Regions from separate parts of the Mus musculus genome. Here regions 1, 3, 4 and 5 are each linked to region 2. A link is a contact called in public ChIA-PET and promoter capture Hi-C data. All regions are on one chromosome and are shown on one strand. The core of a region is the stretch at or near the end of the contact, and the rest is flanking DNA. Distances in the headings are between cores, read along the strand shown. Region 1 overlaps Wnt5b (wingless-type MMTV integration site family, member 5B). Region 2 holds the start of Kdm5a (lysine (K)-specific demethylase 5A). Region 3 overlaps Erc1 (ELKS/RAB6-interacting/CAST family member 1). Region 4 overlaps Erc1 (ELKS/RAB6-interacting/CAST family member 1). Region 5 overlaps Wnt5b (wingless-type MMTV integration site family, member 5B).

The links. Promoter capture Hi-C pulls out the DNA fragments that hold promoters and counts their contacts. ChIA-PET counts read pairs in DNA pulled down with a chosen protein or histone mark.
Region 1: a promoter capture Hi-C map of cranial neural crest shows a contact between it and region 2. The contact joins the enhancer-like site here to the promoter of Kdm5a in region 2. A contact is called at or near these places in 4 of 39 promoter capture datasets (cranial neural crest, hippocampal neurons, liver and 1 more), 6 of 115 datasets of contacts at active chromatin or transcription factors (astrocytes, embryonic midbrain, embryonic stem cells and 2 more) and 1 of 9 other capture datasets (embryonic tail).
Region 3: a contact with region 2 is called in a promoter capture Hi-C map of liver, with 2.6 times the contacts expected there. The contact joins the enhancer-like site here to the promoter of Kdm5a in region 2. A contact is called at or near these places in 4 of 39 promoter capture datasets (the 3T3-L1 cell line, the C10 cell line, hippocampal neurons and 1 more), 2 of 115 datasets of contacts at active chromatin or transcription factors (large pre-B cells and stem cell-derived neural progenitor cells) and 1 of 9 other capture datasets (embryonic tail).
Region 4: a contact with region 2 is called in a promoter capture Hi-C map of hippocampal neurons, with 3 times the contacts expected there. The contact joins the enhancer-like site here to the promoter of Kdm5a in region 2. A contact is called at or near these places in 2 of 39 promoter capture datasets (the 3T3-L1 cell line and hippocampal neurons) and 3 of 115 datasets of contacts at active chromatin or transcription factors (embryonic forebrain, large pre-B cells and pro-B cells).
Region 5: a contact with region 2 is called in an RNA polymerase II ChIA-PET map of memory CD8 T cells, with 28 read pairs. The contact joins the enhancer-like site here to the promoter of Kdm5a in region 2. A contact is called at or near these places in 10 of 39 promoter capture datasets (the C10 cell line, cranial neural crest, embryonic stem cells and 6 more), 11 of 115 datasets of contacts at active chromatin or transcription factors (the 230-238 cell line, T-cell acute lymphoblastic leukemia, bone marrow-derived macrophages and 7 more) and 3 of 9 other capture datasets (embryonic tail, embryonic trunk and pancreatic islet).

What each region holds. Positions count from the first base shown.
Region 1 is chr6:119,450,927-119,453,637 of GRCm38.p6, reverse strand. The region is part of intron 1 of Wnt5b (wingless-type MMTV integration site family, member 5B); the gene reads left to right. Among named protein-coding and RNA genes, the nearest start is that of Gm40397, 15 kb to the left of the region's middle. Within about 2 kb of position 1,322, at least 99 of the 459 cell types and tissues checked have an H3K27ac peak or open chromatin away from gene starts, as enhancers often do. A contact at or near this core is called in embryonic tail and hippocampal neurons, where this site is marked.
Region 2 is chr6:120,362,690-120,365,551 of GRCm38.p6, reverse strand. It overlaps Kdm5a (lysine (K)-specific demethylase 5A), which reads right to left and starts at 1,453. Exons shown (of 28, transcript NM_145997.2): 1 at 774-1,453. The coding sequence starts at 938. It also overlaps a transcript of Ccdc77 not described here.
Region 3 is chr6:119,758,674-119,761,373 of GRCm38.p6, reverse strand. Erc1 (ELKS/RAB6-interacting/CAST family member 1) reads left to right here. Exons shown (of 21, transcript NM_053204.2): 9 at 63-230. Among named protein-coding and RNA genes, the nearest start is that of Erc1, 88 kb to the left of the region's middle. Within about 2 kb of position 1,338, at least 7 of the 459 cell types and tissues checked have an H3K27ac peak or open chromatin away from gene starts, as enhancers often do. A contact at or near this core is called in liver, where this site is marked.
Region 4 is chr6:119,584,837-119,587,536 of GRCm38.p6, reverse strand. All of the region lies in intron 20 of Erc1 (ELKS/RAB6-interacting/CAST family member 1), which reads left to right. Among named protein-coding and RNA genes, the nearest start is that of Wnt5b, 42 kb to the right of the region's middle. Within about 2 kb of position 1,381, at least 59 of the 459 cell types and tissues checked have an H3K27ac peak or open chromatin away from gene starts, as enhancers often do. A contact at or near this core is called in embryonic forebrain, where this site is marked.
Region 5 is chr6:119,508,550-119,511,249 of GRCm38.p6, reverse strand. All of the region lies in intron 1 of Wnt5b (wingless-type MMTV integration site family, member 5B), which reads left to right. Among named protein-coding and RNA genes, the nearest start is that of Gm30690, 8.1 kb to the left of the region's middle. Within about 2 kb of position 1,364, at least 48 of the 459 cell types and tissues checked have an H3K27ac peak or open chromatin away from gene starts, as enhancers often do. A contact at or near this core is called in the 230-238 cell line, T-cell acute lymphoblastic leukemia, memory CD8 T cells and 1 more, where this site is marked.

The sequences.
Region 1 (2,711 bases), core at 73-2,572, 910 kb after region 2:
ACACATATACTCTATATAGTTGTTTGGAAAACAGAGTAACGTCTTTCCAAAAACTGCATATAGCCAGAAATGTGAATTTAGTAAAATGATCACTATAGCTATAATACATATAACAACACACACTATATATGAGAGAACAGAGAGGAAAAGTCAAAAGCCTTGGGAGTCTGTGTTCCAGCAGAGCCTATATTCATGCTGCAAAAACTATCAATGAGTCAAGCAGGAGAGAGAGAGGGAGAGACGTGGTGGTCAGAGCATAACTTCTTTTTTTTTTGTTTTTGTTTTTTCAAGACAGGGTTTCTCTGTATAGTCTTGGCTGTCCTGGAACTCACTTTGTAGACCTGGCTGGTCTCGAACTCAGAAATCCGCCTGTCTCTGCCTCCCAAGTGCTGGGATTAAAGGCGTGCGCCACCACCGCCCGGCCAGAGCATAACTTCTAAGAGTGTGTTCTCTCCACAGTGTGGGTCCTGAGGATCAAGTCGTTGGGCCGCACGTGAGACCCCTTTACCTGCCGAGCTATCTCACTGGCCCTTCTCCAAGTCCCATTCAACTATGCTCCTGTTTGCAAAATCAGCAGTATGTTGAGTTGGTAGCACAAGGAGCATTTCTGTGTCAGTGAGCTGGTATAGACAAGCTGCCAATGGTCCTCGGTGAGGATCCAGTGTGTGCGCTGCACACCCTCCCCTCCCTGTAAACTGGGGAGTTTGCAGATTATGGAAGCAGCCCATAGCCGCACCCCCCCCCCAACTCCACAGCAGACCAACTAAGTCATTTTGCAAGATGAAAGCATCTAAACACCTTTCCCACAACCCTCCAAGCTTTGGCTTCTGGGTTCCTGGGAATAATTTCCTAAGCCACGCTCACTTAGGGGCCATCCATTTTTAAATGACTGTAATTCATCATTTAAATGGATGAAAATCCTTTATCTTCTGCACAGAGTAAAACTTGCATGGACTTTTGCTTGACAACTGGGGAGAAAAACGGTGCTTTTTCCAAGTAAGAGGACCTGCCGCTTCCAGGGCCACAGCAGCGAGGGACAGCCTGGAGTCTGGGGGCTTCTTTGGGGCATTTATTCTCACTGTGTTGGTGCAAATGGGAGCGCTTCACTTATTTTTCTGTGGCGCTGGAAGCTGGTGGTCTGGGATTCTCTATTTCTGGGTACATGGAGCTCTGGGTCCACCTCCAGCACTGCAATTGGGCGCCTCTCCTTCCTGCTTTCCCGACACCCCCTCCCCCGCCGGCTCCTCCCCGGGAATGCCAAATGCATTTCTACTTTAACATCTCTAGCAAGTGCCAGAATTTAAATCTCCTCCCTTCTGTCACCCTCTCTCCCGCCCCACCCCCAGGGCACTGCTTCTCGAGACACATTTGAGTTCTCCAGAGGCCGCTGCAAAAGGTGGTGGGGCTGGTAACTCCTCTTCCCACTCCACCTCGGAGGTTCTTTTCTTTTTAAATTTTCGTCTCTACCCACTGTCGAGGAAGTAGATCACACAAAGGAATGCTGTGCCTTAAGGGCTAAGAGGATCCGCTGAGCAAAGCGGGAAGGAGGAATGGGGGGCAGGGTAGAAGCAGAGACCCTTGGGAGAAATAATTAAGGCTGGCAGAGAAAGCCTGTGTTAATTGAGCTGAACCGAAGATGAGCATCCGGGGATTCCTTCGAGAGACTGGGGTTTTCTGATAAAGTCTTCCTTACATTGCTGCATTAATCTTCTCTTACTATTAAAATTAAAAAAAAAAAAAAGCCTGTTTAAAGAAGAAAGGTATCTATGAACTAAAGAGTGACCACCGGCAAAAAAATAAAATAAGATGGAAGTGACACAGAAAGTAGCGTGCCCAAAGCCTGTTTTTTCCAAGGCATGAGGAAGCCATACTGCCTGGTGTGGAAACAGGCTGGTTCGTGGAGAGGATGCTGGGGTCTGTGTGCCGGTTTGCTCCCTGTCTTGCCCCACCCTCCAATAGCTATGCCATGGGGCTGTCTCTAAATTAATAAACATTTGTTTAATATTTCCTTTTGAGCTTGAATATTCTTTTTGTAAGGAGAAAAGACAGAGGGAAAAGGATGTTTGTCTGCCCTATGAGACTGAGAAAATTCACAGAGCTCCACCAGGCACACTAATAGGACTTTTTTTTTTCTCATTTTTGAACATTTTTGTTGTGTAACGTACAACTCAGGAACATGGGAAATGGCACAGAGCCACCATGTGGACATAATATATGCATAGCCAAATATATGGCATAGTGAAGTGACTTTATCCAGCATGGCACTCAGAAATTCCAGGTCTCTTCCTCATCATGGTCCCCTGTCCCATCCTGGAGAGGACACCCCCACCCCTCCACCCCACCCCCACACACGGTATCGGTGATAACCAGCTTCTTGTTTTTCTGTATGGCTTACACTTAAGTTCGCTGTGACTTGCTTTTCTGTGGTCTGTTGGTAAGATTTGAGCGTGGTTACATGCATCTGTGGCTTGTTCATATCTATTCCTACACAATACTTCATTGCAACCGCAGGTCTCAGCTGGCCTGCCCAGCTCCTGTCAGTGGCAGGAGGCTGACCCTGGGCTGCTAACCTATTTGCGTATTTATTCATATTTATTTATATTTGGCTGGGAACTCATGGATGGGGGCGTGGTAAGATTCGGAGATCAAATGCAGGCTCTGCTCTACAGCCGCTATTGACTTACTTCCTGGTGCATCAGTAGCTACAGGGG
Region 2 (2,862 bases), core at 204-2,703:
ACAACCTGAGTTCGGATTACTAAATTTAAGAAACCCGAGTAGTGGCCTGCAAAGGTTTGATAAACTGAACATCAGTAGGCTTGGACACAAAAACGGTCGACATTAGTGGGGTTTTTTTTAACACGCAAACAGAAAGATGGTGCGTGAGCTGATGACAGGACACTTCAAACGCCTTTCCCTAGGAAGGGCCTGAAGCCTTTTGTTATCCTTACCTCCAATCCACACTACAATATCCGTGCCCAATAAGTTCTGGGAAGGAAAAGGTCCCAGAGACACCTCTTTCTGTCTTTTGAAGGGGGACCTGAGAAGCGATGCGATGGCCCAGTCGTCAGGCCAAAGCCTGACAATCTTGAGTTCGAGCCCGGAGACCCACAACCCCCACAACGCAGGAAGAGAATCGACTCCTACAAAATGTCCTCTGACCCCTCCGCGAGCGCTCTCTCGCTCTCCTCCCCTCTCTCCCTCTCTCTGTCTGTCTGTCTCTCTGTCTGTCTGTCTCTCTCTCTCTCTCTCTCTCTCTCTCTCTCTCACACACACACACACACACACACACACACACTCACACGCGATCAAATAAAATGTCAAAGTGGACGTGAAACTGCGTTCAGAAACCAGGGCAAAAAACATCCTCAAAAGTGGCCTCGGGACACCAAGAGAGGAGGGAGGGGCCCCCGGAGAGCACGGAAGACCCCCAAAGAGGAAAGCCACGGGGAGGAGGAGGACCGTCCCGCCGCCCCAGCACGCCCCCCGTCCCCGCCCTCAGGCGACGCTACCTTGGGTGGCCGGATTTTGCAGATGCCCGTTTTCTCCGCAAAGGGCCGGATGCGCCCGATAAAACTCAGCGGGTCTGTGAACTCCTCCCAACTGGGCTCAAAGACCGGGCACTCGGGCGGTGGCACGAACTCCGCCGCGTAGCCCCCCGGGCCCACGGACGCCATGGTCACCAAAAAATAAAATAAAAAGCCAGGGGGGCCTGAGGTGCACAAGCGAGGAAAGGCTTGGCTGACGGCCACCAAAGCCCTCTCACGTCCCCGCACTGGGGCCGCAGCGCATCTTCTTAGGACGAGAACGAGTCCTCACAGGAGCGCCAGCCGCTCTCCCTCCGCTCGTTTGTTATTGTTTCCTTCAGGGCTTTTCCTCTCAGGGGCAGGACGCTCCCGGAAGTTAACGTGCTGCTAAATCAGTCCGCCACCGCAGGAAACAAAATCCCACCGCCGCCACGTCTAGTCGGGTCTTCTCTCCTCGCTCCCTTCCATGACGGCCGGCGGAGCTTTTTTGTTTTATTTTGGTTTTTTGTTTTCTCACAGCTTGCCTGTCAAAGTTCTGCGCCCTCCGTCCACCCCGGGTGCGCGGCCCCTCAAGGCGCCGCGACCTCTCTCGAGGAGAGGCGAGGGAAAAGCTACCCCGCAAGGTGGAACGCGCGCTTCCGGCGCGCGGAGGAATGTGTAATGCCTCGGAGAGCAGAGGTACTGCTTCCGGTAAGGGGCTTCCGGTTCCTCTTTGTGTCGGGGGTGGGGACACGAACGCAAGGTGGGCCCCTCCGTGGCTAGTCGGCCGGGTTTGTTCGTTCTCCGAGACCTGTTTTTAACATCGTTGTCTAGGTTTGGACAAGTGACGAACTCTTGGCCGAGTTTCCGCGTCTCCGTTTCCTTCTTTCGAATGCTAGTCTTGTACAACTCGTTTCGCTCGGTCGCCTTCGTACGGGTTTCTCGCTTCTCCGTGACCAATAGGTTTCAGCCCAATTCCGTCATTACATGGGCCGGCCTTCACCACCAGCTGCGACTTGCTTTTTCTCACGACACTGGGAACCTACCCATAGAGGGCCTGGCCTTGCTAGTCTAGCTGTTGGCAGCCATCCCGAAACCGTATTTGAGTAGTAAGCAGGGCCTGAAAACGCTTGCTTTGTAACCAACCCATTTCAGTTTGGTATGAAACTGGTCACCTTGTCAGAAACCTCTACTTGGAAGGCCGGGCATAGTTGCACACGCATAGAGTTCCGATCAGCAATGGCTGGTTTAAAAAAAAAAAAAGCCACGTTTCTGGTATACGGTCCTACAGTTCCTTTATGCGTCTAAGCCTGACTCTACAAGGTTGAAGGCAAGAACCGGCTCCAAAGTTATCCTGTGCCCTCCACATCCATATACCTTTATGGTGATGAAGGTAGATGCTTTAGGGGCAGTTCGAGCTGCATATGAATTTGAGGCCTGATTAGGCTACGGGAGACCTTGTAAGTAAGGAAAATCCCTGTGTGGTGGCTCAGGACTATAAACTCAATTCTGGGGAAGGAGATGTAGAAAGAGCACCATAAGGCCACATGGTACACTTATCGAGTTCCAGAATGGTCAAGAATACGGGGTAAGGGCCAGAACAGTGGCTCAGCTGTGAAGGGCACTTGCCACCAAGCTTGAAATCCTAAGTTTGATTCCTGGAACCCCATGGTTAAAGGAGAGAACTGAAAGCTGACCTCACCTTCACGCCAGGTCCACATACATTCATCTACAAATTCACACATTAAGTAATCAAAGGCTGGGGGGGTTGGAGTGGGGGGGTGGCTATCAGGTAAAACGCTGACTCATAAATAAAGGTTCTATTCTGCTAGTCAGGATCAGGAATGCAAGGAAATGGACTCAGGCTAGTTTGTTCAATTACTTTCTGTACTAGAAATTGAACCCAAGTCCTTGAACATATTAGGTAAATGTGTCCTGAGCTGTAACTCCAGTATAGTCTCCATTTCTTGCTTAAAGAAAAAAGGGAAAAAGTGATATACAGAGAAAAAATGGACATAGGAAGGTATGATGAATTATATACAATTACTAAAATATTTTATAACAAGACTTAGGTCATTTAGCATTTAATCTGAAA
Region 3 (2,700 bases), core at 89-2,588, 600 kb after region 2:
TCCAAGGAATTCTATTCCTCTCCTTTCTGTTCCATTCATGGTTTGTAATCTTTTGTTCTCAGGTGGATGCTCTTCGATTGCGTTTGGAAGAAAAAGAGACTATGCTGAATAAAAAAACCAAGCAAATCCAAGATATGGCTGAGGAGAAGGGCACCCAGGCTGGAGAGATCCATGACCTCAAGGACATGCTGGACGTGAAGGAGCGGAAGGTCAATGTCCTCCAGAAGAAGGTAAGGCATGGGTGTCGTGAGCACAGTGGCCCACTGTGATGTAACCTATTCTCAGCATGCTGCCACTCTCCTTCTGTTTGGATTATGCAGAGTACTTGGAACTATTGTTGCAGGAGGTGGATTGCTAAAGCTGCTCTGTGTGTTCAGTCTTTAATGAACTCAGTAGTATCCCTGTCTTTCAGTAGGATTTCTCATCCTGTTTCTCAAGTGTCTTAGAAATTGACAGACTATTTGGCCACCTGACCTACCTCTACTATCTTTAACTGGAATAGAAATGCATTAATATTGAACCTGGATCATCTGCCCCATTACTTAGATGGCAGTTTTGAGGAGTAAAGTCTGCTGCTGTAATCCACATACACTTGTGTGGGGCTTTCCTCTGTCTCAGCCACAGTGCTCCTTCCTGTGAGGGAGTGTGGAGGCAGTGGGAGACCGACTCACCTCTTAGACCATAACAGTTATTGGAAATAGCTTTCTTTTGGAATAAAAATAAATTACTGATACTTTTCCAGTTTTAACTTACACATATATCCAAATATATATGCTTTTGCCTGTATAAAGGCTATACAGATATCAGGAAGATACCAAAACAATGTAAATAGAATGAGAATATATATTTGCTTCTCCTTGAGCAGGTTGTCTCCAAAGTACAGAGAAGCAAGCAGTGTGAATACAAAGATAGAAAGGCCACTAAAATTTTAAAACAATTAGATTAGCGTGCACTAACAAAATAATAAACCAATATTTATAGTGTTTCAAGTTTTACAGTTACAAGAAGTAAATGAGAACAAATGAATGTAAAATGAAAACATGAGACACAATTCTCTGCAAATAAAAAGGCTGAATCATCTTCAAGTTCAGCAAGACAGTTCTTTGTACTGTATGTACTGTGGACAAGCTAACATGCCCATAGCTGTTACCTCAAGGTTCATTTCAACTTAAAGTTTATTTCTGTTGAAATGATAGATTTGCAATGTTTGACATTTTCATAGTTTATTATTAACTAGCTATCAGTAGCCAAGAAAGAAGTAGCCATGAGCAGAGATGATAGTCATCTGAGTTCTCTGGGAAGTTCAACTGGGGCTCTGTGGTTGACAGAGTGAACAACTGTGGTAATTGACAGATTGTTTGTCCCTTGACTGAGCTGTCCTGGTTCTCCTGTGCTGGATTGCTCACTCTGAGTCTTCGAGTTCTTGTGTAATATTCACGTCTGTATATACTGTGATCAGAGAAGACAGTCGGCAATAACAGATGGCCAGGGTTCACAGTTGATTGGTACTGGGCTCCTGCTTTCTAGAATTTCCCTTAAAGGAGTTTTATGATAGAGTATCTTTACAACAAATTGGTGAGCTTGGAAAAAGGTGAATATTCAGATCTTAGCTACCTTGTTAAATTTGTATAACTTGCTGGATGCATCCTGTTGTCTTTTGTATTTTGTTTGCACAAATGTACCAGGAATCCCTTCTGCTTACTTTCCTTGTTTGCTTATTTTGTCTTGGTGAGATGAACTGAACATTTTTATTTTAAGCAAATAAAGTACCTTATTACTATTTCCTACACTTTCTAATTAAGAAAGTCTCAAAATCTGTGATTCTTTGAATTCATTTGCTCTCTCTCATCTTTTCTTTGGTATTACAGAAAACTCCTCTATTAACAGATAACTGTATTACTATCTCAAAAATAAGCCTGTGATGGATATAGGTTAAATAAAGGGCTGCCTAGCTGCCTTATAGAAATCCTTTGTGGTTTCTTTGAAATTAATAATTTGTGTGCATGAGTGTTGAGCCATGGCACTACTATAGAGGTTGGAGGACAGTTCCAGGGAGTCAGTTCATTCCTTCCTCCTTGGGGCATTTGTAGGTCAAGTTTAGGTTGCCAGCCAGGCCTTTGCACAAGCACCTCTCTTGGTGAACCTCTCTCTCCTCCCATACTATGTTATTGAGTGTGTATGATGACAGACTCTTACCTAAGATGTCTTGGATAACATAGCGCTTCTTTTTCTTTTGTTATCAATAAAACTATGAATATCTACCCTGGGCATTTGAAAATGTGACAAAGGTAAAGCAAAAAGGTATAAAAATAAGTTTTTGTTTTAAGATTTTCTTTTAAGATTTGATTTTCTTTTTAACTGTGAGTATTGTCTGTGTGTTGAAATCTGAATGTGTGAATGCAGGTGCAAGTGGAGTCTAGAAGACAGTGTAGGTTCCCCTGGAGCTCGAGTGTGGTAGTTGTGAGTTGCCTGACAAGGGTGTTGGTAGCTGATCTCAGGTCCTCTGCAAGGGCAGAAAGGGCTCTCAGCCTCAGAGCCACTTCCAGCTGCTAAGCTTTGCTCTTAAGTTGGGAAAATATTGGTCATATCTTTAGTAAATGTTCTTTTTAAATACAGAGGTAAGTAACAAACACATTTCTGCATCTTAGCTTTGAGAATGTGAGCTGTAACGGTTGCCTGTCCCCCCCTGGTGGACTGTTT
Region 4 (2,700 bases), core at 132-2,631, 780 kb after region 2:
AATGCAGAACTTCTTGTCATGATGCTGCTGGTGTAGTCAGTGCCAGCTCAGGCTGAGTGTGTCTCAGGGTGCTGCAGTTGAGTGCACCACCCAAGCCTGTGGGTCCTTCTAGAGACAAGGGGAGAGTGGATGAATAATAAGGAGAATTGGAGAGTTTATTTAACCCCTTCACTTGTTCCCTATGGGACAGAAGGACCCTGGTGTTCTGCCGTAAGTCCTATGAAGTGTCATGCAGCCATAGGCGGTGGTCCACAGACACTGGGGATAATTGCTCAGGGCCACATGCAGCCTTATCTGGGCTCTGGTTTGTTTGGACTGGCCTACTAAGGTTACATGCAGAAGGATAATTCCAGGGTTTCCCAGTCTCCCCTTGCCTATGCAGCTGAATCCCTCCCTGCACTTCTCATGAAGGCCAAGCACACCTTCTCTGTGTCTGGCTCCCTAGAAGGAGACTGTAGAAGAAAAGCTATGTCTGTTCTCCTACACATGCTTGCATTGTCTTCTCGGGTTAGGCCAAAGCTCTGTGAGTATGCTGGAGGTCTGAATGCCGTGGCTTCATCATGTTTCTCAGGGAAGTGTGCTCATAGCATGGAGAGCCTTAAGTATTCATTGAGCCAGATTAGACTGGAACTATCCCTGGAGTTTCTATCCTATCTTTCTTGACCTGTGACAAAACTTCAAAAGTCTGAGATTTAAGAGATTATAGGAATATTTTTCTTTCAGCCCCTTAAGGAGCTTTCAAATCATATCCCATACTTTCTTCCCTTCCACATGCAAAAATTAGTAACATGCAACCCTACCCACATCTATCTCCGTGCCAGCTGAGTCAGACACAGGCATTCTCTATCAGTGTGTGATACTTATGTCTCACCACTATACATGATCATCCATGAATGGCCATGTTCATTCAGGGACCACTTAGAAAACCCTCCTGACAACAAAGGTTGGTCATTATAGACACCTCCCATGATTCTGTTTTACTGAACCAGGAGTTTGTACCCCACTAAAGGATCATCATGTCACTTTCTCTAGGAGTAGCCATTGGGATAATATATCAGGCTTGCACTAAAATTAGAGGGAAACTCAGCAGGGTGACCACGGGAGCCTTTTCAGTCTTTGCCTATCACTGACACTAACGTGGGATCCCACATGTTGGGAAGCACAGTTCTGGGACTAGGTGTGTTGTGCACATGCCACAGTGGCTGCAACACTCCCCTCTCTCTTCCCTTCACTTGGCCAGAGACATCAGCTGGACATGGAGTGGGCCTCATGGGTTCTGCACTTACAGCTCAGCTGCAACAAGGCCTTATTCTTACCACCCTGGCAGCTTCAGCATTGGATTTCCTAATCCATTGTTTGGTTTGGGGGGAGGGGCAGGAGGGGAGGCTTCATCCTTTCCCTTTTGACAGTCTTTGTTTCTGTGAGCCAAACTAAACACATGGGGCTGGCCAGCCACCCTGCCTGGGTCTGTGCTCCCCAGAATATTACTATTGTTGTGATAGATGTCTTTAGCAGGAGGCAGGTTTCCTTACATTTTGAAAATGGTGTGCAAGTCTCAGTTCATTTCACTTAGCAGATGATTGAAAGACAATCTGAGGTACTGCCAAACAAGACTTTTAGAATTCTAGATAGTTGGCAGTGTTTGTTTAGGCCATGCCACTGCAAGCCCATATAAAACAGATGTCACGTTTTGCAACATGTCCTTGTGACTGTCTGCCCCTTGCCTCAGGACGATGCTTCTGTTCAGTACGCCACCAGGGCCGACTGGCTTGTTGTTCGAAGGTGACAGTATGCCACAGTTCCTTGAGTGTTCTAGGGACCTACCTTTATAGGAAGTGATTCCCATTCTCTTGGCCCTTCAAAATGAGTGCATAGGACACCAGCCAAGCAGTGCGAATACTCTGTGGAGTTTCTTCTTTTCCCAGTTTTCTCTTTCTTAGTCATGAGTGTTGCTGTGCTCCTCCTGTCGTCTCGGTCTCTACACACATTCAGAAGAGAGCACTCTAGCAAGACAGACTCCCATGAGAGAGACGGACCTGGGAGTTGTTAGTGGCACAGTATCACAGAGGGGACACAGATTATCTCACCTAGGGACAAATGTCCTAGACAGGAAAGCATTTTAGACGTGTCTGGCTCTAAGTAGGTCAGAGAGTAAGACATTTAGTATCTTAGCAACACTTGCAGATAGAGTGTGCATGCATCTGGAAACTGTAGGTCTGACTTCTGACCCAGGCTGGCCTCTGGGTGATGCATGCTAAGTTTCCTGGAGTGAGTATGTTCACCAGCCTAGCACCCTTCCACCATACCGCTTCAGGCCTTTGTCTCACCTGTAAGGTAGAGTCTGGAACCAGGGATCACCATGCTCCCTCTAGGCTGTAAGTTGAGATTTCAGAATCACTATGCTTTGACTCCAACATGTATAAGCCTCTTACTTTTGTGATTAGATGTTTGCCTGGCTCCGGTAGGGTGGGAAGGACAGGAAAGGGACAGAGACCGGGAGATCCAGAGTTTGACTCCTCAGTGTTTGATTTCACTCATGACTCAGGGCTGCTGTGTTTTCAGTGCTGTGACAGAGGAGCTCTTTATTTGGTCTTAGGTTTGACTTGGGGGAGGATGAACCTTTAAATGGAACCCAGGGCCTTGGGCGTGCTAGGCAAGTGCCCTGGTCCTTAATTTCTTTTCAACCTTTGAAACCAAATT
Region 5 (2,700 bases), core at 115-2,614, 850 kb after region 2:
TTTGTCCGGTGATGGAGGAACAGGGTCTGAAATAGAGTTCTTCCCCTGCCTCAAGGGGCATGAGGAGACAGGCCATCCAGGTGTGTTTTCTAGGGGGATTTGTGAATTCCTTGTGTGCAGCTACCACGGTGTAATTGTATTTTTCTTCCTCAGCAATAATAGAGATCATCATTCTTTGTGTGTGTGTGTATGTGTAAACACATACACACTCACACATATTTAAGATGAAGGGTAGAAGGTCTCATTTCCTATCCATCCTGTAAAGAGCTTGGAAATTACAACTCTGTCCCTCCTCCACTCCTCGCCCCCAGCAAATACTGCAGAGCACTCCTGAAGTTGAGAGTCCGGGGCACAGGCTCACCAAACCACTGAGATCTCATCGTGGGAATGTGGAGTGTTCCTCCCCGTCGCCCCACACCCCAACCCCCACCTTGCACATACCACCATGTTACTGAATGCCTCTATGCAACAGTTTCTTTCACTCAGTTACTACTTTGAGTATGTTCGCCTGTATCAGTTACCCTTTGTTGGGGTGATAAGACACTGGGACCCAAAGCAACTTACAGACACATTTATTTTGGCTCATGGACCCAGAGGGAGAGTCTGTCATGGGTGGAAGACAGTGAAGCAGGAAGTTGAATGCCTTCCGCTGCAAACTGAAAATAGGGAAAACCCACCCCACTGGTGATGCTCTTCTTTCAGCAAGGCTCTACCTTCTAAGGTTCCACAACCACCCCTGCGCCCCGCCCCCCAACACACACATGCATACAGTGTCACCAACTGAGGACAAAGTATTCAATTTCATGAGCCTCCAGGAATTTATATGTTGGGATTTAATTCCTTAGGGTGGCTCTGCTGGGAGGTGGGTCCCAGAGGCATAGAGTCCCAGGGTAAAAATGCTGTTCCCCATGAGTACCTGCTCTAGCCGAACAGGACCCAACAAGCAGGTCATGTGACCCAGCACAAATGCATCTCACCTTAGCAAGTTCAAAGCCCAGAAGCCCTCCCAGGAGGGAAGGGAGGAGAAAGTGAAGGGGGCATTGGAGCCACCTCCAAAGCGGCGCCTCTCCGAGGGGAGCATGGGGGCTTTTTATTTGGGAATCTTTATGAGAAAGGATATTAGTGATTGGTACATTTCTGAGCATGTTCAATTTAAGATCATAGTTCAAAAAAGGAAATATGATAATTACAAGCACTGGTGGGCATGCTCAGTCCAACATTATGAGGAGCCAGATTTACTCTAAGTCTCCTAAAAGAAAGAGTGGCTTTGTGACGTGGCTAGTTTCCCACAAGAATCTTAGTTGTAACAAAAACAAAAAACAAGTCTGAAAGCACAGCGATGCAGGAATGAGGGGCCCTGCCCACTCTTTCCATTCTCCTGTGTGTGTGATCCTGTCCTGCTTTCTACTGCGAAGCAAGAAAAACCTCACCAGATTCGGTACTCGATCATTGCGTTCCGCTCTCCGGAAACTTGAGCTGGAAGGAACTTCTTTCCTTTATACATTACTCAGTCGCAGGTATCCTGTTATAGTCATAGGAAACGGATCAGTCATGTCTGGCTGTGAAGAAAAAAACTGCAAGACAGACTAGAACTCAAATAATGAGACGGAGTAAGCATGAGCCAGACTTGGCTTTAACAGGGATGTTGGCTCTAACGGACTAGGAATTTAAAACTCTGATGGGAAGCTTGGCAGCTTGTAAGAACAGATGAGCAATGTATGAGAGAGAGAGATTGAACAGCAAATGCCACACAGCAAAACCACTTAACAGAGGCAAGGAGCACCTTCAGTGGACACAGCGAAGGAGAGTCTCAGAGTGAAGGGTGCACCAGGAGAAACCGCCAATGCTGACAATCTGCGAGGAGAAAGGGTTCCAGAGAAGGAGGTGAGAATAAAAACCACAAGACAGCCAGGTGTGGCGCACACCTTCAATCTCAGAACTCCAGGGGCAGAGGCAGGAGGATCTCTATGAGTTAGGTTACCCTGGTCTATAGAGTGAGTTCCAGGCCAGCCAAGGCTACACAGTGAGACCCTGTCTGGGACTCACCACTAAAAATAGCACTGTGAGACAAGTACAGCAGGCTGCTAACACGTGTTACAGGGACACCAAAAGGACACGAGAGGGGGAGGAGGGATTTAAAACAACTCCGCTGAGAATTTCTGCATCTGCAAGGTAACATCAGACACAAAACCACAGATCCAGGAAGCTCAAGGTGTTTCAAGCACGATGAATGCCCCCAAAGAAAACGTTTTTAAATAACAGGAAATAGAAGAAAAAGAAACAATCCTGAAAGAAGACCAAATACTAAGAATTGCCTCTGACTGCTCAGGGACTGGGCAGGCAAGGAAGAGAGTGGAGTGGATTATTTCGGGAACTGAGAGAAAGCAGTCTATCACCCTCAAGTTCTGCACCTGCTGAGATCATCCTTCCAGAGGAAGGCAACAACTCCTTTCTGGTAAACAGAGACAGGGCATTTGTCACCAGCAAAACTGCCCTACAAGAACCCATAAGAAAGATGAGCCAAGCACGGTGGCACTCAAGCATGCTAACCACAAAGAAGTGTCATTAGACGGCCAAGCATGGCGGCACACACCTTTAACCCCAGCACTTGGGAGGCAGATCTCTGTGAATTCCAGGCCAGTCTGGTCTACATGTTTCAAAAAAAAAAAATTATTACTAGAAACTTTGAAATGACCTAGT